Regions from separate parts of the Callithrix jacchus genome. Here region 2 is linked to region 1. The links are chromatin contacts, called in public Hi-C maps. All regions are on one chromosome and are shown on one strand. The core of a region is the stretch at or near the end of the contact, and the rest is flanking DNA. Distances in the headings are between cores, read along the strand shown. Region 1 has its middle 7.2 kb from the start of CTSE. Region 2 overlaps AVPR1B (arginine vasopressin receptor 1B).

Region 1 (5,900 bases), core at 1,748-4,247:
AGAATCTGTTAATATGTGACTTTACATGGCATAAAGGATTCTGTAAATGTAATTAAATTAAGACCCTCAAGGTGAGTTATTTTGGATTATCTGGGTGGATTGAAACTAGACAGGGATATTTAAGAGTGGGTAACCTTTCCTCTCTGTGGTCAGAGGGAGACGTGAATTTGGGAGAAGAGTCAGAGACATGCGACTCTGCTGACTGTGAAGACAGAGGACAGGGCCATGAGCCACAGCCTGCAGGCAGCCTCTAGAAGCTAGAAAAGGCCAAGAAACAGTCTCTCCTCCAGCCTCCAGAAATGAATGCAGCTCACCAGTCCCTTTATTTTAGCCCAGTGAGACCTGTGTCTAACTTCTATCCTACAGAACTGTAAAATAATAAATTTGTACTGCTTTAAGCCACTATATTTGTGATCATTTGTTATAGCAGTAATACAAAACGAATAAAGCAACATAGTCACATGCCTCAAAATTCGGAGAGTACAAAATAGTAGACAATAAACTTCCTTCTCACCCTGCCCTCACCCACCCACTTTTCCCCAAAAGTACCTAATGCTGCCGACTTCTTGGTATATCCTTCCAGAGACATCCTATTCATATATAAGCAAATGGGGCTTTTCCTTGTATTTCATGTAAATGATAGCATACTATACATACTGTTCTAAAGTTTTCAAGTCAACAATATGATCTATTGGTTTTTCTCTGGAGCTTTTTCATTGTTTTAACCTGCAGAGATGTATTATTTAGCCATCTCTTATTGTTGGCTGTTTCTAAGCTTTTTATCACAAACAATGTTCTATACAGCAATAACCTTGAATGTGCAGCATTTCACACAGGACTAAGTGTGCCAGTAAGACAAATCCAGGAGTCACCTCTGATTCTTCCTTTCCTTCATCCCGGTCTAATCTGCTAGCCTGTCCTGTGGGTTCTATCTCCAAAACAAACCTCAGCCCACCACGTCTTTCCTTGTCCACCATCCCCACTCTTTTCTAAGCCATCACTATCTCTTGCCTGGGCTACGAACTCTGAGATTCCTCTACTTGTGTCTTGCTCTTTTGAGGAAGAGTCCTCTTGAGGTCTCAGATTTTTGTTTCTGAAATAGAATCAATAAAGCTAAGTATCCAGATGATTTTTCTGTGAATGAGTGAGTGGTGTTTGCCAAGACATCAGTCACGGGGTTTCATTTGGAGGTTCTCCTATAAAAGAAGCTTGTTAAACCTGAAAGGAAGATCAGATGAGTGTCTCTGTGTCTTGGAACAGACATAACTTTAATTGCATCTTTAATATGTGTTTTCCTTCTGTAGGTTTCCAGAGCACTTAATGGGCTGGGAACAAGACCATAGTCTTTAGGAATGGAGACAAATTCACCTTAAATAAGAACCTACGATGAAAGTTCTGCCTTTACCCTACTTTGCCACAGCCTAAATCCTTCCCTGAAGGCTCCTTGAGGAAGTTCCAGGATGGAAACTGATTCAGAAAGTCTGGCAGTCCTGGTACAGGAATTCAAACATTCAAGAAAGGAGCCCTGGGTCGGGCACGGTGGCTCATACCTGTAATCCCAGCACTTTGGGAGGCCAAGGCAGGCAGATCACAAGGTCGAGAGATGGAGACCATCCTGGCCAACATGGTAAAACTTCGTCTCTACTAAAAATACAAAAATTAGCTGGGCATGGTGGCGCATGCCTGTAGTCCCAGCTACTTGGCAGGCTGAGGCAAGAGAATCTCTGGAACCCAGGAGGCGGAGGTTGCAGCGAGCTGAGATCATGCCACTGCACTCCAGTCTGGCAACAGAGCAAGATTCCATCTCAAAAAAATAAAAAATAAAAATAAATAAAGAAAAAGAAAGGAGCACTGCAGAGGGAGGCCCCTTCACTATAAAAAAAGAAAACTCATGGAGACTAACGGAGGAATTAGACTAAGGAATTAGATTTATGACACATTTGCCAAGGTATACTCTCTCTTCTTATAATAAAATGTTAATTATTTATTCAGCTTTTACTGTGTGCCATGCATTTCCACATATGCTTTTAATCTTCCTAATAACTCCATTTTACAGGTAACGAAACTGAGAGTCAGAGCATGTTTTGATTTTGTACGCTTTCAGTCGCTGAGTCCCTGATCACAGAGTAAGGACAGATGGAAGCTTCATCGACTGTCCTGAACAATTACATACACATCAGGGCGAGCGACCTTCGGAATGCATTTCAGTCTTTCAATATACACAATAACATCTATATGTACTATTCGTGGCAGCTGAGAGTTCTGTTGAAGATCGCAGATTCTTTTGAGACAGAGTCTCGTTCTGTTGCCCAGGCTGGAGTGCAGTGGCACAATCTCACCTCACTGCAACTTCAGCCTCCCAGGTTCAAGCGACTCTCATGCCTTGGCCTCCTGAGTAACTGGGGCTACAGGTGCATGACATTGTGCCGGGTTAATTTTTGTATTTTTGGTAGACAGGGTTTTGCCATGTTGACCAGGCTAGTTTCCAGCTCCTGAACTCAAGTGATCCACCCCCTCAGCCTCCCAAAGTGCTGGGATTGCAGATGTGAGCCACCTCGCCCAGCCAAGATTACAGACGTTATAGAGAGACTTCCTGAGCTTCAGCATGCATAGTTCTTTGATTACCCGCTGTGTGGCCTTGGACAAATTCCTTTCCCTCTCTGGGCCTGTTTCCTATTACATTTAAAGCACTTAGAGCAGTGCATGGCATAAAGTGGAACCTGGCCAGGCTACCCGTAGTGAGGGCTTACTTGGTGTCAAGCACTGGGCTGTGTAATATATAGAGATCACTCATCCTGAAGATGGTCTCATGGAATCTTCAGATCATTCTGCAAGGAAATAATTCTTTCTTTTCAGTACTGAAGGAATCTGAAGCTCCAGAATATCCCCAATGTCACACAATCATCTGTTAAGTGGGAGCGTTAGGAATTCAGAACTTGCTTTGTCTGCTTCCAAAGCCTGGGCTCAGTAACAAGCAAAGAGGATGGTGTTGTTAGCGCGCAGTCCTGCTTTTTGGCAAACTCGAGGCATGAGCTGCTCTTCCTGTTTACGGCACAGACACATAATCCCCCGCCACACAGACACGTTTCTCATTCAAGTGAGAAACTTCCCCAGTGCCTGCGCCCTCTGCTGACTGTGCTGCAGCAATGTCTGGTCTGAAAGGCACTTTCCTGGGGTAGAATTGCTGGTGGTTTTGGAAATGACTCCAACAAATTGAATCCTTGACATGGAGAGACACTAAAGACATTGGCTCTCTCTTGTTTCCAGTTGCATGAAAACAAGACACATGGAAAAAGTAAGCGTTTAGGGCCAGGTACTCTCTTCTGGCAATTAAAAAAATGGTTTGAGCACCTTCAATTTTATTTTTTCAGAATTACATGTGGAGGGTGGGGGGTTGAAGAAAGGTACATGTGTGATTTTTGCACATATACAGTAATCAACCTTGCTGAAAGGCTCCATGAAGGCAAAATAGAAAATGTTTGCCAAAATATGCAATGAGAAGATATGTCATCATGCAGCTCCTCACCTCCACACCCCACCCCACACACACACCTTTCTTCTCACAATGAAAAGGCCTCCAATTTTTACCATACAAGAAATTATTCTCTGCCCTCTCTCTTTTTCCTCTCTGCAACTCCTCTGTGCCTTTCTCTTCCAGAAAGAAACTTTAGAATGTCAGATCCTAAAGATGACCCCATACAATGCCACAGTTAAGAACAAAGTCAGGCAAACCTGGATTTGAATCCTGGGTTCAGCACCTTATGCAAGTTACGTAAATGCTCTCTGCCTCAGTTACCTCATCTGTAAAATGGACTTAAAAACAATGCCTACCTGATAGGATTTGTGAGAGATTTGAATGAGTTAATACTTCTAAGTCCCTTAGGTCAGAGCCTGGCACAGGGCTAATGCGTCCAAAGTGTTCCTTGATATTGTCACCCAATCAAGCATCTTCATTTTACAGACAAGAAAACTAGATTCAGAGAGAAGTGGTTTATCTGCGGTCATATGGTCAGTTAGTGGCAGAGCCAAGACAGGAGCCAGGCATCTCATCTCATCTCATCTGGTAAAGACAAGACATGGTTCCACTGTACCTCACAAACAGCATCGTGGATTTTCCCTCATTTACTAACTTTAAGCAGAAGAGGTTGGGACACTTCCCAGTTGGTCAGGTTTGGCTGAACCAGCAATGTTGCCAGAGTCGGGCATCCTGGAGTGTATCCCAGGGTGCCAGCCCCCTGTGCGCAGGAGCCTGCTGGTGTCTGACAGTAGCAGACTCTGTCCTAGGAGCTAACAAGCCCTGATAAAACTGATCCACAGAGCCCTGGCAACTGTCCTCTTATATTATTATTATTATTTTGAGACATCTGTTGCCCTCTCAGGCTGGAGGGCAGTGGTGTAATCTGGGCTCACTGCAACCTCTGCCTCCCAGGTTCAAGAGATTCTCTCACTTCAGCCTTCCAAGTAGCTAGGATTACAGGTGCCTGCCACCATGCTCGGCTAATTTTCATATTTTTAGTAGAGATGAGGTTTCACTATGTTTGCCAGGCTGGTCTTGAACTCTTGACCCCAAATGATCCACCCACCTCGGCCTCCCAAATGTCCTTTTATTATTAATTTGTTTTCTGGAAGCGGAAGCTCCAGAAAGAAGTTGACTAGAGAGTGACACCACCACCAGCTTTCAAATGTTCTGGCAGTAAAATCTCTGCATCCAGCCAGCCTCCAGTTCACATTTCTAAGGGTCTCTCTCTCTCTCTCTCTCTCTCTCTCTCTCTCTCTCTCTCTCTCTCTCTCTCTCTCTCCCCCGCCATCTGTCTCTCCAAAGACCCTCTCCTAATGCAGAGAGACTGCATCATTGTCTATACTATGTGTCATTTCTTCCCACCTCATACTGTTTCACCTCAAATGCTCTTCTCTCTCCCTCTCCTGAAAGGACACACACAGACCATCACGCACATACATGCCTAAGGCCTTTTGTTCTTTCCAAAGTGTTCAAAATGTCCACAGCAATATTTGGTTCTTGCTGGGAAAAGCCAGCAATCTATAGCCAGGGTAGGTTCAGTTCCTGGTGTCTCTGGAGAGGCAGATCTCATTAGCTCTGACAAACATCCCCAGTGCTCCCACTCCCAACCTTTGTCAAACTTTCCAAAATCCAGCCAGACCTGGGGGTTCCTTGCAGGCAGTCCAGGCTGTGTGTGCTCCACTCAGTAGTCAGGTGGCCCATGGCTGCAAGGACTAGTTAGCTTTTTCTCAAGCCTGGGCCAGGTTAACCCTCTACTTTTAGTAAACAGGGGCAAGGGGGATGTGGGGAGAGCTCTGGAAGATAGAAAACGAGGGAGGGGTGAAGGTTATGCTCCTTTCAAGAGTTCAGTGATAATGATGCTATAATTCTGTAGCAGAAAGATCGCCCACCTAGAAGTTAGGAGGCATGAGTCCTCATCCTGGTTCAGCCACTAATGAACCATGTGCTCTTGGGCTGATCACTTTGCCTCTCTGCCTCAGTTTCTCATTCTGCTATACAAGTGGGTTTGCCTTGAGAGTCTAAGAAGTCTTCGGCCACTTCTGAAACACTGAAGTTTGTTAGTGACAGTCTTTAGTCCACATGACATGTTACAGTTTTTTTAAGAACTTCACACACAGGCAGCTTTGGAGCCACTGTGGGTTTAATTCCAGACTACTGCAATAATGTGAAAATTGCAATAAAGTCAGTCACACGTTTTTTGGTTTCCAAATGTATATAAAAGTTACATTTACCCTGTGCTGTCGTCTACTAACTATGCAATAGCATTAATTAAAACATGCTTTATTGCTAAAAATGCTAACAGTCGTCTGAGCCTGCAGGGAGTCATAACCTTTTTGCTTATGGAGGTCTTGCCTTGACATTGATGGCTGCTGACTCATCA
Region 2 (6,273 bases), core at 2,260-4,759, 72 kb before region 1:
ACAGGGTGGCTGACAGGGGAAAGTGCTGTATATTCTCTGCGGTCTGGTCCACTGTGAATGTAGGTGGGAACAAAGAGGAAGGGAAGGAGGAGATGGAAATGATCATCAGAAAATTAACAGCAGGAAGTAACTTCAAAGGCAGAGGGACTTGTTGTCTTCCCTCCTTTCCCCAACCCATCCCCAGGGAGTCGAGCCTGCTCCTTCTCCAGGGGCTACACAGAGACCTCCTTTGGGAAAAGGTGACATCGTCATGGCTCTGGACACCCTCCAGGCTCTTCAGAACTTCCAACATGAATCATATGGATGCTGTGATCCAGTTAGGAGCCTGGGTTTGAATCTCAGCTCTGCCTTAAGTATCTGTGTGATGTTGGGTAAGTCACTGTCTCTTTCTAGGACTCAGATCTCTGAGCTCCAATCTACCATGACTCTGCAAGATTGAAAATGGTGTTACAGAAAAACATGAAGAATATTGTAACCAACAGGGTCTAGAAGAGTTGTTGGATTTTTCTCTTTTTTTTTTTTGAGACGGAGTCTTACTCTGTCACTCAGGCTGGAGTACAGTGATGCGATCTCAGCTCACTGCAACCTCCATCTCCTTGGTTCAAGTGATTCTTGTGCCTCAGCCTCCCGAGTAGCTGGGACTGTAGGTGCGCACCACCACATCTGGCTAATTTTTGTATTTTTAGTAGAGACAGGGTTTCATCATGTTGGTCAGGCGGTTCTCAAACTCCTGACCTTGTGATCTGCCACTCAGCCTCCCAAAGTAGGATTATAGGCGTGAGCCCCCATGCTCAGCCATGAGTTGTTGGATTTTTATGACAGTGACATTTATATACTCTTTGACTCAATTCTGGTGATGGTGGGTCCCACCATGGCCATACTGTCCACTTTTGTCCTCATCTGGAATGCCGAATCCTCCTCCGAGTCAGGAAGAGACTGCAGGCCAAGGCAGAATCTGGGACTGTGCCATGCTTTTCCTCATTATCTCCAGGGGACTCTTATCATGGGGCAGCTTCCCCACCCCAATTCTGATTCCGATTGAAGAGAGAGCCTTGCCGGTGGAAAAGACATCAGCTGAAATGTCAGGAGAGCTGCATCTCCGTCCTGCTACCAACAATGACACACATCAATAAAATGCTGGCCAGTCCTTACCAGCTTGGTTCTGAGAATCGAATAGGACTGTGGATATGAAAGTCGTTTGTAAAGCCATCTACTCTATACTAACGTAAGGACTTACTGATCTAATGAAGAGCTCCTCAGGGAATCTCTAGGGAACACTTTCACTCTCTATCCCTGATTCCCAGGGAAGCTTTGAGGAATGACTGTGGCTTTGCAGATATGCTTTTTTAAGAGGCCACTCAGCTCTAAGAAGCCTCCTGAGGCTTTGAGAAAGAAAAGAGCCTTCTCTCCTCCTTTCTCTGCCATCGTGGTGTGTGCTTTACTTCACTTCAGCCATGTCTTCTCACAAGACTTTCAGAACTAAGCGATTGCTACCCAAGAAACCGAAGCAAAATCATCCCATTTACCAGTGGATTTGGATGGAAACTTGTAATAAAATCAGGTACAACTCCAAAAGGAGACATTGGAGAAGAACCAAGCTGGGTCTTAAGGAATTACACATGAGATGGCACATACTAATGCTATCCGAAGGTCACAATCATTTCAAGCTGAAGATGTCACCACTATCTGGAGAATTTTGAGCAGAATTTCCTTTCTGAATCTGTTACGGACACGTTGATTGGCTGGATTCAGTAATAAATATGTGACACCTTTGAAATAAAAAAAGAAAGAAAGAAAAAGAAAAGAGCCTTGCTGAATGTTGTGAGTGAGCAAAGCATCCCAGTCCTTCAGTGCTAGAGGACTGGATAGTGAGGACCTCCTGGGACCACAGCTCAGGCAGATGGGAGGACCCATAGTCTCCTCCTTGCTGAGTTCTGTTGCCCATGTCAGCCCGACATCTAATACTCCTTCCCCGTCTATCTGCCCTGGTGGAGTGGGCTTAGAGGCCTCCCCTGCCAGCCAGGGCTGTTGAATCTGCTCCTCCTCCTGCTTACATAAGTGGCCTCCCCACCCCTATGTCCCATCTTTAGACCACAGTTTCTGACCCTAATGCCTAGAGTTGGTCAATCTTTGTTCTTCATGGTGATTGGGAGGTAGAAAGAACACCAGCTGTGTACCCCAAAGACCTGGGTCTGCATCTTGGTCTCACCCCTTTTCTTCCTGTCTCAACTTAAGCCAGGTATCCACTCTCCCTGAGCAATGCTTTCCTCATTTATGAAATAGAAATAGCAATGCCCACTTTGTTGGGAGGGATTTGTTGAACTGTAGCTATAGATAGAACACTCAACAAATGTTAGAGTCGGGAATAATGGCCTGGCTCCAAATGGCATCTGAGAGGTGACCTCCAGGGCCCTGGCCCAGGAGAGTCTACAGAGAGGAAAAGAGGAGACATACCTAGGGTCTAGGCTGACTAAAGCACCTTCCTTGTCTTTCCTTTGCCTTCTAGAGACCCCCCCTTATGGTATTTTTTATGGTATTTTCAGTTTTGCATTGCACAAGGGGAATTTACTTGCGGTGGTGGCTTTGGGACCCTCCTTGTTCCTCCCGTAGAAAGGCTACACTTGATCTTTGCCAGAAAGCTGGTTCTGTCCTGTGATATGGCCAACGGGGAGCAACAGCACACTGGCTGAGGGCCTCGGGAACCCATTCCAGGAAGCTCCCGAAGGAAATGGTGGATCTCATTGGATCTATGAGTGAAAGGTCTGCAGGACTTGTAGGAGGCTCGCCTGGACAGTCTGGGCTGGTGGAAGAGCCTTGGATAGGGTTCAAGAAGGAGGGGCTCTGTGGAAGCAAGGAGGGGTCTCCGTGCTCTCTGGGGCGAATCCCGTTTCTGACGGCAAACCCCAGGAGAAACTGAACAATGCTGCCTCTGGCTGGGCACTTGTGTAAAATGTGTATGCCATCCTGTGACTGTGAATGACAGTACTTTAGCCCCTTAGAACCTATGTACGAGCAGGACATGAGGGGCAGGCAGGACAGAGGAGGGCAGGAGGGGTTCATGGGCTGACTATGAGGATTTCTCAGAATCGTTAGTTACGTTGTTTGGTTCAGGCTGTACTTTCGCAGACACTGTGTCTGCGTTTCATATGTAAATAGGTCTTTTATCTACTATGGGGCTATAAATTCAGCCCAGGCTGTAGCACTTCATTCCTGGGTCAGAAACCCAGGGTGAAATTCAGCAATAAAAAGATTTAATATCCAGGAAATTTCTGTGGATCTTTAGTTTTCTGGGGGCAATAATAATGGGATATGCAAGATACAATTCAAGTGTGTTTGTCTTGAGTGAAAGGGTGAGGTGGTTGGGGGAAGGGGCCACCCTGCGCTCAGTTTTAGTGGGAAAAGCAGTGTCTTGGAGTTTGCTATGGGGCCGCAAGGTGGCAATGTGGAGCCAAAAGCGGGCCTGGCCTGGGCTCGGCTGGGCTTGCCAGCTCCTGCCAAAGAATCAACGTAAGGCTCTTCAGCCAAAAATCTCTGAGATCCAGTGCACATTCTTTAACTCTACTGGAGGATGCGAAGCAGTCATGACTCACAGGGAAAACTGGGAAAGTCACCCAGCCTCTGAGCTTGTGAGTCCTCAAGTTCCAAAGAGTCTTGGTCCCTCGTTTGACCTGGTTCTGCTGAGATACCTGGACATACACTTGGTTCCCACGGAATTTCCCATGGAAATTCAGGAAGGGCAAAGAACAGGCGGTTTCTCCTGCAGGGTGAGGAAATTAGTGTAGGAATTCCTACCCAAAAGGCAGCAAGACACACGAGTCAGTGTTTTTTTTTTTCTTTTTTTTTTTTTTTTTTTGAGACTGAGTTTCGCTCTTGTTACCCAGGCTGGAGTGCAATGGCGCCATCTCGGCTCACGGCAACCTCCGCCTCCTGGGTTCAAGCAATTCTCCTGCCTCAGCCTCCTGAGTAGTTGGGATTACAGGCACGCGCCACTATGCCCAGCTAATTTTTTTGTATTTTTAGTAGAGACGGGGTTTCACCATGTTGACCAGGATGGTCTCGATCTCTTGACCTTGTGATCCACCCATCTCAGCCTCCCAAAGTGCTGGGATTACCGGCGTGAGCCACTGCGCCCGGCCAACGAGTCAGTGTTTAAGGGCCCTAGTAGGACCTCAAAAAGCCACATGAGCTATGGTTACTTTCTGCAGTTCTGGTTTAGAATCTGGGGGCATGGATTAGGAGGCCTCTTGAGAGTACCTCAGAGCCCAGCAATCTATCCTAATTCCAGAAGCAAAGAAACCCACTGATGTTGAGCATAAAATACCTCCTCCCCCTGGTAGGTCTGGTGGCTAACAAGACGCTCATGGAATTTTCCCATGGTGTGCATTTGGATGCTTGCTCTTTTAGAATAAGAATTCGTTGAAGACAGGTCACAGTTATCATGGTCTATGGGTCTGAAGTCCTGGGTCATTGTGGGTATGTAATCAACCATCTACTGGTTGCCAATAGCAAATCAGTTTTCTGTGTTTTATTATCAGATAATTTTGAAAAAATCTGTGTCCTGTCCATGTCCATGGAGAAACCCAGTGCGAAGCAATATGATTGTTCCCGGGAGGTACCTTCTCCATCATATAACATGGGAGAATGTGACTTCATTGAACTGGAAGCTGTGCTCTCAAAGGGTGCTTACTCATACAGGTGACTCTCTGTACTGATTTCGACAGCTCACCCTTGAAGCTCATGGAAATATGAAAAACAAAAGTCCATTTTATTTCTAGGTAGCTTGCAATGACTTTGAGGATTAGGTCAAACTGTTAGCTGACCCCAGTCCTCAGCCTATTGGTTCAAACTCCTGAGGAGGTGACATCAGCCTTCCTCTGTACTTATGAGGGCATCTGAGCAGTTGTGTGCACTGCTGAAGTTCCAAGCTCTGTAAGTCACTTGGTAGACTCATATGTTCCAATCTACTGTTCAACAACACTCTCCAAGAATGCTTTTACCCTGATGTAAGCAATCAGGGTGGGTCCTAATGTTAGCCTCTATGATATATTTGCTATCAAATGTGTGGGTAACCCCCCTTCTGGGCACCAAGGAAGGAGAGCTAAGCAGACCCCTGGCACAATTAGTGCCTGAAGAATAACCTACTGCTCATTTATTTCCTTTTATATAATCCTTTTATATGATCATATCTTAGTTTGTAGTCAGAGGATTGTCAAGAGCAGACACGGTACAGAGCATCAACTAGGGAAGAATCAGCCATACCAGAACAAGAATCAATGGCCCAGGCAGTAGTGCCCCTGTCTGAAAGGGCATGCACGGTGGGCCGGCCCTGGCGGCAGCATTCAGTATCGTAAGGATATCCACTGTATGGCAGGCTTGGAGCAAGAGTCACTCCTCCTGCAAGGCAGCTGTAGTATCTTGTGTCCAGTTCTTGTGGAAAGCTGGCCTCAGGCCGGCAATCCCATGAACCTCTGAGGGCTTAAAACCCCTCCAGTACAATCGCGCCTCGTTGGCTGTATACCCTGCCAACTCTCCTGCTACTGTGCTGACTCAAAACATCCTCCTATAGAAAACCTTAGAAGTTGCCTGCCCCTAGATAAGAGATGTTGCACACTGCACCCTTCCTGCTGCACACTGCCCATCCCCATTAGGTCACTCCTTGCTTCAGTGACCGTCACTCCTGGCCTCAGTGACCTAATGGGGATGGGCCCCTTGTTTATTACTCACATGATTGTCTTGGCCCTATCACTATCCTTAAGATGACCTCACTCACTGCCCTTCCTAACCTATACCTAATAAATACAGATGTGCCTGGACACTCGGGGCCTCGCCTGTCTCTGCTCGTAAGTGGCGTTGGCCCCCGAGCCCAGCTGCTCTTATCCAGTCCATTGGTGTTTTGTCTCCTTATTTCTTGGATCCAGCGCCTCAGCACAGCAATAGGGGACACTCCACGACCCTAGTAGGGCTGGAGCCTACAAAATGTCATATTTCTGAAGCAGACTTTATTATAAAGCTTCATCAGATGGTCTATGGTCATTCTACAGCCTCTGGTCCCCCTGACACCAACTCCCTGCTCCAGAGTATCACAGCAGCCTCTGAACCCAGACAGGGACAGTTCTCCAGACAGTTCCTCTCTGGGCCGTCCCTCAGGCATTTATTGAGAGCCTGTAGCAGGTCAGATCTGTTCCTTTCCCTTCCGCCTTTTCTCCCGTCAGTTGATTTGCCACCTTCTTTCCTAAGCTGAGGTCAGAAATCACCTCTTTCTCGGATGTTTCC

What was found. Hi-C and Micro-C count contacts between places; a contact is called where the count stands out from the background.
Region 2: a Hi-C map of induced pluripotent stem cells shows a contact between it and region 1, with 4 times the contacts expected there. The contact joins two enhancer-like sites. A contact is called at or near these places in 3 of 3 Hi-C or Micro-C datasets (induced pluripotent stem cells and skeletal muscle).

The regions. Positions count from the first base shown.
Region 1 is chr19:33,514,703-33,520,602 of calJac240_pri, reverse strand. No RefSeq gene overlaps it. Among named protein-coding and RNA genes, the nearest start is that of CTSE, 7.2 kb to the right of the region's middle. Within about 2 kb of position 2,997, at least 4 of the 16 cell types and tissues checked have an H3K27ac peak or open chromatin away from gene starts, as enhancers often do.
Region 2 is chr19:33,587,332-33,593,604 of calJac240_pri, reverse strand. It overlaps AVPR1B (arginine vasopressin receptor 1B), which reads left to right. Exons shown (of 2, transcript XM_035280810.3): 2 at 1-1,804. Among named protein-coding and RNA genes, the nearest start is that of AVPR1B, 11 kb to the left of the region's middle. Within about 2 kb of position 3,509, at least 2 of the 16 cell types and tissues checked have an H3K27ac peak or open chromatin away from gene starts, as enhancers often do.